2 separate regions of the Sus scrofa genome follow, and region 1 is linked to region 2. A link is a contact called in public Hi-C data. All regions are on one chromosome and are shown on one strand. Each heading gives the region's core, a stretch centred on a gene start, on an enhancer-like site or on the middle of the called end of the contact. The rest is flanking DNA. Distances are from core to core; before and after follow the strand shown. Region 1 overlaps SYN3 (synapsin-3). Region 2 overlaps SYN3 (synapsin-3).

Region 1 (4,408 bases), core at 27-2,526, 160 kb before region 2:
AAACATGTCCCACAAATTTTATGTCCTCACCACAGAGGCGGCTGAAGAAATCAGTATTTTTGGATCTCTTCTGTCTTTTTTTTTCCCCAACTGGGGAAAAAATATCTTTTATCTTCTTGGTAAAAAGCTCCCCATCTCCCTTGACCCCACTCTAAACTGAAAAGCCAGGGAAACAACTCTGCAATGTTTCTGAAAGAAAAAAAGAAAATCTAAAAAGTCATTTTCCCCTCCCTCCTGTAACATTTTTGGAAGATGTTTTCTTGTTTTTTAAAGTCCAAACCCACTTTTTTTTTCTTTTATTTTAATGTGAAAGGTCTTTCATTCCTGACCCTCTGAATGTCTGGAGGTAGGGAGCCTTGGCCCCTCGGGTACAAATTTTTGTTTCCTGAGAGGGAATTTTGAGGAAACTCAGAGATGCAGGAGCTCTTGAGGGCAGAGATAATGCTGAAGCAAGACAGAAGGGGCTGCACTCCCAGGAGGGAGGGGAAGGGAGTGCAGGGGTCCTTCATCTGCTGATTGCCTCTCGCCTCCCAGGTGGAAGCTCTAAGGGACAGTGTCTCTACTATTGTGTTCACTGCTGTATCCCCGTCACCTGGCTTGGGGTCTGGTGTCCAGAGCAGGGGCTCAATAGCGGATGAATGAATGGATGAATGAATCCATGACTGCATGTGTGCCAAAGCTGTGTTCATGTCTGGTGGTCTCTGTGCAGAGATGCAGAGGCAGGCGGGCCAGGAAGGGTCTCAGGAGAGGCAATACCCCCAGTATTGGCCTGCAGCTCCCAGGCATCCTCAGGAAGGTGGGAGCCTTCTTCCTCCAGGGAGCAGCCTGGCGCTTGCTTAGAAGCAAGTACACAGGCCAGCAGTTCAGCTCCTTCAATGTCCTCTGAGGAGGGGTTGGTGAGGGGACTTGAGGGGAGAGCTATTTTCTAGAGCAGGACTGAACCTGCAAGTATAGATGCAACTCATCCTTGGAAGCTACCTGGTCTTTCTGGGGTGGGTGAGTGTGGGCAGAGGAATGGTGTCCACCCTAGACTCCCTCCCCTTCACTTCCAAGCTGGCTCCTCCCTAGGCTGGAGTATGAAGGCCCGCCTGGCATGGCTGGGGGCGAACAGCAGGGCTCCCATCCATGGAGTCACCTGGCCCTGCCGCGCTGTGGGTCCTGGGTGTGGAGCAGACACGCGGGGATGGAGGACTGGCTGGCTCCTGCGGTCACCCCGGCCATGTGCTTCCCATTAGCCGCCCACACCCCAGGGAGGGGGGCAGCCGCAGGGCTCTCCCTCACGTGTCTTGGCCTTGTGTCAGCACTGCCTCTCTGCTGTGGTTTGAGGAGAAGGCCATGGAAGGGAAGTGCCGTAAGGAGCTCTGGGGGGTGTGAGTGTGGAGTGGCGAGGCTAGGGAGGGAAGGGAGAACTCTGAGCCAGAGGGCATTTTCAGAGGAAGCAATGGAGAGCCTTGGGCTGGGGTGGTGGGGGCAGGGGACAGGGGGCAGGGAAAGGGAGTTAGGATGGGACATGGAGACTGTGAAGTGAGGAAGGACATGGGGAGCCATGGAGGAAAGAGGGGGACTGTGGCATTGGGGGAGGCAAGGGAGGATCCACGGAGGGGAGAGAGGGATTGTGGGATTGGGGGGAGGCATGGGGGGAGTCATGGAGGGAGGGGGGATTGTGGGATTGGGGGGAGGCATTGGGGGGAGTCATGGAGGGAGGGGGGATTGTGGGATTGGGGGGAGGCATGGGGGGAGTAATGGAGGGAGGGGGATTGTGGGATTGGGGGGAGGCATGGGGGGGAGTCATGGAGGGAGGGGGGATTGTGGGATTGGGGGGAGGCATGGGGGGAGTCATGGAGGGAGGGGGGATTGTGGGATTTGGGGGAGGCATGGGGGAGTCATGGAGGGAGGGGGATTGTGGGATTTGGGGGAGGCATGGGGGAGTCATGGAGGGGAGGGGGGATTGTGGGATTTGGGGGAGGCATGGGGGGAGTCATGGAGGGGAGGGGGGATTGTGGGATTTGGGGGAGGCATGGGGGGAGTCATGGAGGGGAGGGGGGATTGTGGGATTTGGGGAGGCATGGGGGGAGTCATGGAGGGGAGGGGGATTGTGGGATTGGGGGAGGCATGGGGGGAGTCATGGAGGGAGGGGGATTGTGGGATTGGAAGAGACATAGGGGGAGCTATGCAGGGAGATGGGGACTGTGGAGCCAGGAGAGACATGGGCAGCATGGAGGGGAGATGGGGATTGTGGGACTGGAGGAGGCTGGGGCCTCTGGAGGGAGAGGGGCATTGTGGGATTGGGAGAAGGTGGAGAGGAAGTTGTGGGGGTGTGGGGAGGGTGATGAAAAGACTACAGAGACCTGTAGGCAACAGCTCTGGAGGACATCAGGAACTGTGGGCCTGTGGGATGCATGGGCTGCAGGAAGTTGAGGGGGAGAGTCTGGGACTCCGAGCCCCTTTGAGCCTCTCTCTTACAATTAATTTTCCTTCTATCACGCTCCGTTCCTAACCTTCAGCGCCCTTACTTGTTTACTATTCTTTCCTGCCGGCCTGTCCACCCCATGTCTGTCTTGCTTACTGGCTCTGTCTCCTGAGCTCTCCCACACCAAGCCTAAGGGAACTCCTGAGTACATGTTTGTTGAATGAACAGATGATGGAATCTCTGCATGGTGACCAGGGAAGTGTGCCCTCTTTACACACTTGGACACTGAGAAAATAGAAGAGGCCCAAGGAGACAGAATCTTGCCAATTCTTAGCTACTGCTCTTCTCCTACTGTTGGGGCCACAGGTTGCAGAAAACTGCCAAACCTCCTGCCTAGAGCTCTGGAGGCTCAGCTCAGAGTCCCTGGGCGCAAAGGCTTTAGATGTGGCCAAGGGTGGGGACTGGGGGGTGGTAATTGAAGGTGGTGGGTGAGAAGCCTCTGGGAGTCACTTGCTGAGGCCTTGGCACCATGTGCCCCAGCCATGGGCTAAGACACAGCTGACCACGCTGAAGGCCACACTTGGACTCCTTCCCACTGACGTGCCTCCCTGGGAGTCCAGCCAGGCCAGGAGGAGCTCCTCCTTCACCTCTCACCTCAATGATGTAATCTCTGCCATCCTTGCTGTGGACAGCCTTGACAGCACAGATGTCCAGGCCCCCAAACATCTCTGAGCAGCTGTCCACCCACAGCCTGTACCTGCAGGGAGGGACAGACAGTGAGCATGTGGAATGGGGAGCAGGAATGGGGAGCAGGGACAGGGAGGAGAGGAAGAGAGGCAGACAGAGGTTGGGAGAGACACAGAGAGATGCACACAGAAGAACAGGCCATGAGACAGGTAGCGACACACATACGCCCATTCAGAGATGGAGAGAGACAAGACATAAGAGACAGAGAAGCAGCAAGAGAAACAGAAAGGCAGAAAGACAGAGACACAGGCAGTAGGAAAGACAGAATGGGTAAAAAGGGAAGCAGAAACACAGATGGACAGTGAGAGAGAGAGAGACAGAGAGGGAGAGAGACTAGAAAGGGAGCTAGGAAGGCAGGGTAGAGGAAGGATGAGGGGGAGAAGGAACAAGAGTTGGGAGAGATCTCTGTGAACTGAGCCTACCCCTCTAGCACTTTGCTGGCTCCCCAGTAATAGGGAGCTTGCCCTACTCCCATCTGGAGCTGTCTTGGATACCCAGCTTCCCTGAAACCCTTTTCCCTTGGGAATCCTGCGTGAAGGGACCTAGGAATCTCTCCGGGGCCACCCTCCCAGCCCCAGCCTATGGGGACAAAGGGCTCATTCTCTCCCTGTGGGGATGGAGGCAGGGGAGCCTGGCAGGCTGCGCCTCCCTGGTCTGGGGGCCTGGCCCTCTGGACCCACTGCTTTTGTTCCCTTTCCAGCCACTCGATGGCTGCAAGGCCCGTTTGCTTTGCAGAGAAAGATCTCAGCGCTGGACTTTGACCCTACAACAAGGGGATGGTTGTATCTGGAGAAGTTTTCCCGGCCTGGCACTTGGCTTCCCTTGTGGTGGCTGGATTTGGACTCACAGGGGACTTTGTGTCAATGTTCTTGCTTCTCTCCCCACTCTGCAGGGTCACACAGGGCAGGCCTGCTCTGAGATCTATTTGTGTCTGAGCCATAATCCTGGAAGGAGGAAAGATCCTGGCTGAAGTGCTCCCAGAACCAGCTTTGGCATCCCATCTGCTAATGCCCTTTGAGGCACTGCAGGCACTGCCCATGAATTTGCAGAAATTCCAGGCTTGAGTAGACTATTCCCATGGGAGGCTCCTGCAGGGATGGCCCATGTGGCTTGGTACCGAGCAGAGCCAGGGAGATAGTGACCTGCTGGAGACATCTGTCCAGCTTATGAGGCACTGGGGAAGGCTGGGCTCACATTCTGGAAAGGCCATGGAGAAAAGGGCTGTGACTGTCCCATGAATGCCCACTGGGG
Region 2 (4,592 bases), core at 1,826-4,325:
GATACGGAATAGAAATGCCCTGGGGAGGGGGGAAGCTCAGGCACCAGCAATTTTAAAAAGTGCCCAGGAGATTCTGAAATCCAGGACATTTTACCCATGGCAGATGATAAATAGGAAGAAGACGAGATAGGATTTTTAGTAACTTTTCTAACTTTTTAAGAAAATTTTCTTTTCTTAAAACTTTTTTGTTATTTTCTACAAGTATCTCTGTCAACTGTAAATGACCAGATTCTAAAGACAGCTCATGACCTGACTACTCATCATGTGAAGTTGAGAAAATTCTTTGATCTTTTTCTTCATTTGTAAAATGTGGGTACTATTGTATCTCTTTCCAGTGTCATTGTGAACATTAAATAAAATAACGTACATAAAGAGCCAGCATCTTGCCAGGCACATAGCAGATGCTCAGTTAATCTAAGTTCCTCTCACTCTTCCCCCTTGGCATTTAGTTAAAGTATCTTTGCATAGGGCAATGTTCCCCAAAGGATGTTCTGTGGAGTACTACTTCCTTCAAAATACTTCCCACAAGATGAGAAAGTTAAATGTACTAGGAAAACCTACATGCTGTAGTCTTGTCTTGAAGTGATATTCAGTATGTGCAAATAAACCAGCTCTTTGAAAAAAGAAAAAAACAGTCACATTTGCAGTGTTTGCTGATTTCTGTGGTGTAAATACTCCCATTATGGCCAATTTCAAGTTACCTATGTTGCATGAATGAATGTGACTTGGGAAGAGATGCGCAGAACTGGCTCTCTTGAACAGGTGAGAGCTGCCTCAGCACATTGCTAAAGTAATTGTTACCACGTCCTAGTCTCTGATGTGTCCTGCAATAAATAAACCTATTTATTTTTATTTATCTCAGTGTTTCTCAAATATATTAGATTATGGAACCCTCTTTTCTCATAATATCTCTTGATATTCTATGCAACTGGTATTCTTGAAAGCATACTTTAGGAACTACTGATGGGAAAGAACTCATACATTTTTTTTTCTAAAAATTCATCAATTTGCCATCGTTTAAGAAAGTGGAAGTGTGGTCTGCACAATTAGGGGCAGTGTGTGAGGTGAGGAGTGCAGCCAGAGCTCCCATCTTTAAAGAGGAGATACAACTGACACACACAAAAGAATTGGTGAACAACAACTGAGCTAGAACTGAGTAATAGACTGAGGCTGTGATGCTCAGTGCAGAGCCTGGGGAGGGCTGGAGTTGCATGGGGAGCCCTCTGCAGGAGGTGGCTCTTATCCAAGCCTGAGAGCCTGGGAAGGCTTGTGAGGTTTTGGAGAGGATTAGAGGAGAGACAGGCTGCAAGACGGGTGAAGCCTGAGCCAAGACCTGGACCATATAATGAGAGTGTGGTTGGCAACTCCTCCCCGACTCTATCCAGTTTTACTCAAGGTCTCACCTGGAGCAGTTGAAGCACCCATCTCCGGAGACCAAGGTTCTCTCCTAGATCATCCCTTCGGTGGCCTTTCCTGTCTGTCTCCTGGGGCATGTTTCCATGTGTCCAACTCTTTGATATGTCTGTGTGTCTGTCTATCATTCGGAGAACTCCCCAGGTAACGAGGTTCCTTGGCAGAAGTCATGCAGGACTTAAGAGTTTAATTCTCTTCAGTGGGAGAAAGTGCTGGAGAGCACAGTATAGAACCTAAACTCCATGCTGGGGCAAAAGGCCTTTCCTACTTCCAGGTGGCCAAGTTGCCCTAAAGCTCCATGAGTAGCTGAGGGTGACCCCATGAGGTAATAATAATAGCTGTTACTTTTTAAAAAAAAGTATGGTAACATATACACGAGATTTACCACTAAAAAAATTTTTGGGTGTGCAGTTCAGTGGCATTAAGATATGTAAACATCACCACCATCTAGTTTCAGAGCTTTTCATCTCCATAAACTGAAGCTCCGTATTCGTTAACTACTAACTTCTCATTTGCCTCTCCTGCTATTACTCACTGACCACTCTTCAATCCTAGGACTGTTCTAAGAAATTTACATGTATCAATTAATTTAATCCTGACAGAACCCTAGGATGTAACTGTCTCCATATTACATAATGAAAGAAGAGATAAAGAATGGAGCAATGTGCCCAAGGACATAGAGCTAAGAGCAGCAGCAGTAGGTGAACTCAGCCAGATCAGATCCTTGAGCCCATGATTAGATACCTGCTGTCTACCTCAGCACCAAAGCGGGACTCATTCCAGACTCAGCAAAGGCAAAGACTCTTTGTGAGGATCCTTGACGCTCCTAGCTGCACGAGGGCTGGGACCCCTCAGGCTTTGGGGGACCAGGACCCGACATCATCCATTCCTCCCTAACCAGATGATCATCCCCCCAGCAGAGGAGATCTGGGGTCTCTAGGCCATCCTTAGCAACGAGGGCTGTACGCATGGCTGTGCAGGATTCCGCCACTCTGAAAGCTGTCGGCTAGAAACACCTGAGACAGAGTGTGACCAGGTCTGGCAAGTCATAGTCTCAGTGGCGGCTCTTTATTCTGGAGGTGTCGATGGGGGGGAAGAGTGATGTCAGACTTGGGCAAGCTGAGGGCTGAGGCCAAGGAAGCGATTGGCAAGACAAGCTCTTGGCAGAGATGGCTCACTCTGCGTTAGAAAACAGCCACCTCTGAGCCTCCTCAAACACATAAGAACAGTCAAGATGGAGAGTGGGGACAGCTATGAAGGATTCTTGGCTGTGGAGACAGATTTTCAGAATGTGAGTGACAAGGCCTGTCAAACAATCCTCCAGAACCAGGGATCTGACTTGAAATCGAAGCTTTGGTTTCAGTTCCTGTGTGGGGGCCTGTATGGCCTCACCCTTTTGGTGGCCTTGTCTTAAACCTTCCTGTTTGTGCATGCAAAAGTGTGTGTATTTTTGTGGGTTTAAAACGTTTAATAATGAGGTTCTCTGTAGCTATTTCAGACCCAATCACGTCAAGCCCAGACAAAGATCTAAGGAGACTAGCTTGTGTTGTTTCCTGTCAAATTCCTTGGCCTTCTTGGAATTAGACTCATAAGGTTAGTTTACACAGCCAGGATGTCTTTCCCAGCTGGAGCAGGGCGGAGTGGAAAGTGATTGATGCCGTACTGCTCCCAGTCTGGCTAGGAGGCAGTTACTATGGAGGGGGCCCAGGCTGGAGAGTCACACCCCTGTCACCCACATTCTTCCATATCCTCTTTCTGAAATCCTCCTTGCCATCCTGCCCTCACTATCAGAATCTCTCCGGAGATTCTCCAGATGATGTCTGCTATGCCTCCTCTGCCCTTTGGGAGAATTCTGTCCTCCCCTCAATGCTCTGCCAGGGGAAAAAACTCTAGGCTATTCTTTGAACAAGAGATGGCCACTGGTGCACAGCTGACCCAAAGTAAGCACACTGGGAGACAAGACCAAAGGACTGAAAAAAACAAAAGCAAAGGTAGAAAATATAAACAGATTCACAGGTGAAACATATGGTGGTGTCATCAACCACAGATTGTGAAAATACTTACTATGTTCAAGAAAATAGAAAATAGAAGAGGAGTTTCCTGGTGGCCTAGTTGTTAAGGATCTAGTGTTGTCACTGCTGTGGTGCTGGTTCAGTTCCTGGCCCAGAAACTTTTGTGTGCCACAGATATGGCAAAAAAAAAAAAAAAAAAAAAAAGAAGAAGGAAAGAAAAAGAAAAAAAAAAGAAAATAGAGGAAAAGATGGAAAATTTTTATAGAGAAACAAAACTGACAAAAAAAAATCAACTGGAAATTCCAGAGCAATAAGATGAAATTACTCATATTAAGCACCAAAAATATAGGTCTAACAGTATAGACACAGCTGAAGAAAGGATTAGTGAAGAGGAAGATGCATAAGTAAAATACATGTATGGTTGGGTCTTGCTCTTACTTAGAAATATCCTATTAATCTTCATCACTTACTTGATAACACCCAGAGTTACTGTGATACTCTCCAGTTTCATCCCTCTCCTTCATTCACCCAGTTCTTCACTTACATGGGAATGTGAAATCTGTTTTTCCAAATATGCTGTGCATATTTTTGCCTATTATTTCCAGGAAGTCCCTACATTTCTGTCTGGTTGCAAGCTTGGATGTTGCCTTCTCTATGAAGCCTTTTTCAGGCTCCTAGCTCTTCCCTCATCTCCTTTTTGAGGTACTGGAAGAAATTTCTCCAAAACAGTTCTTAGCACCATATGTTAAAATCATTTAATATGCCTATTCCTCTTTCCAGAATAGGACTTCACCAAAGGCAAGGCATACGTGTTATTCATCATTTTAATCTCAGTTCCTAGCATAATGTCTGGTACATAGTTAGTGTTTAATATTATAATGAATATTGTAAGAACCAAAGTACTTTAAGTATCTTACTAATCCTTGATAAACTAATCCCAGTGAAACTGTGACTTGATGTTTAATATTTTCCCTTGTCAGGGAGAGGGAGGGAGTGGAATGGACCGGGAGTGTAGGGTTCACAGATGCAAACTGTTGCATTTGGAGTGGATAAGCAATGAGATCCTGCTGTATAGCACAGGGTATATCTAGTCACTTATGATGGAATCTGATGGAGGATAATGTGAGAAAAATAATGTATATATATGTGTGACTGGGTCACTTTGCT

Evidence for each region. Hi-C and Micro-C count contacts between places; a contact is called where the count stands out from the background.
Region 1: a contact with region 2 is called in a Hi-C map of omental adipose tissue, with 1.8 times the contacts expected there. The contact joins two enhancer-like sites. A contact is called at or near these places in 6 of 47 Hi-C or Micro-C datasets (embryonic fibroblasts, heart right ventricle, mesenchymal stem cells and 2 more) and 1 of 2 datasets of contacts at active chromatin or transcription factors (skeletal muscle).

The regions. Positions count from the first base shown.
Region 1 is chr5:12,481,884-12,486,291 of Sscrofa11.1, reverse strand. SYN3 (synapsin-3) reads right to left here. Exons shown (of 14, transcript XM_021091548.1): 10 at 3,065-3,167. Among named protein-coding and RNA genes, the nearest start is that of FBXO7, 42 kb to the left of the region's middle. Within about 2 kb of position 1,276, at least 24 of the 83 cell types and tissues checked have an H3K27ac peak or open chromatin away from gene starts, as enhancers often do. A contact at or near this core is called in omental adipose tissue, where this site is marked.
Region 2 is chr5:12,318,759-12,323,350 of Sscrofa11.1, reverse strand. All of the region lies in intron 6 of SYN3 (synapsin-3), which reads right to left. Among named protein-coding and RNA genes, the nearest start is that of TIMP3, 78 kb to the right of the region's middle. Within about 2 kb of position 3,075, at least 10 of the 83 cell types and tissues checked have an H3K27ac peak or open chromatin away from gene starts, as enhancers often do. A contact at or near this core is called in omental adipose tissue, where this site is marked.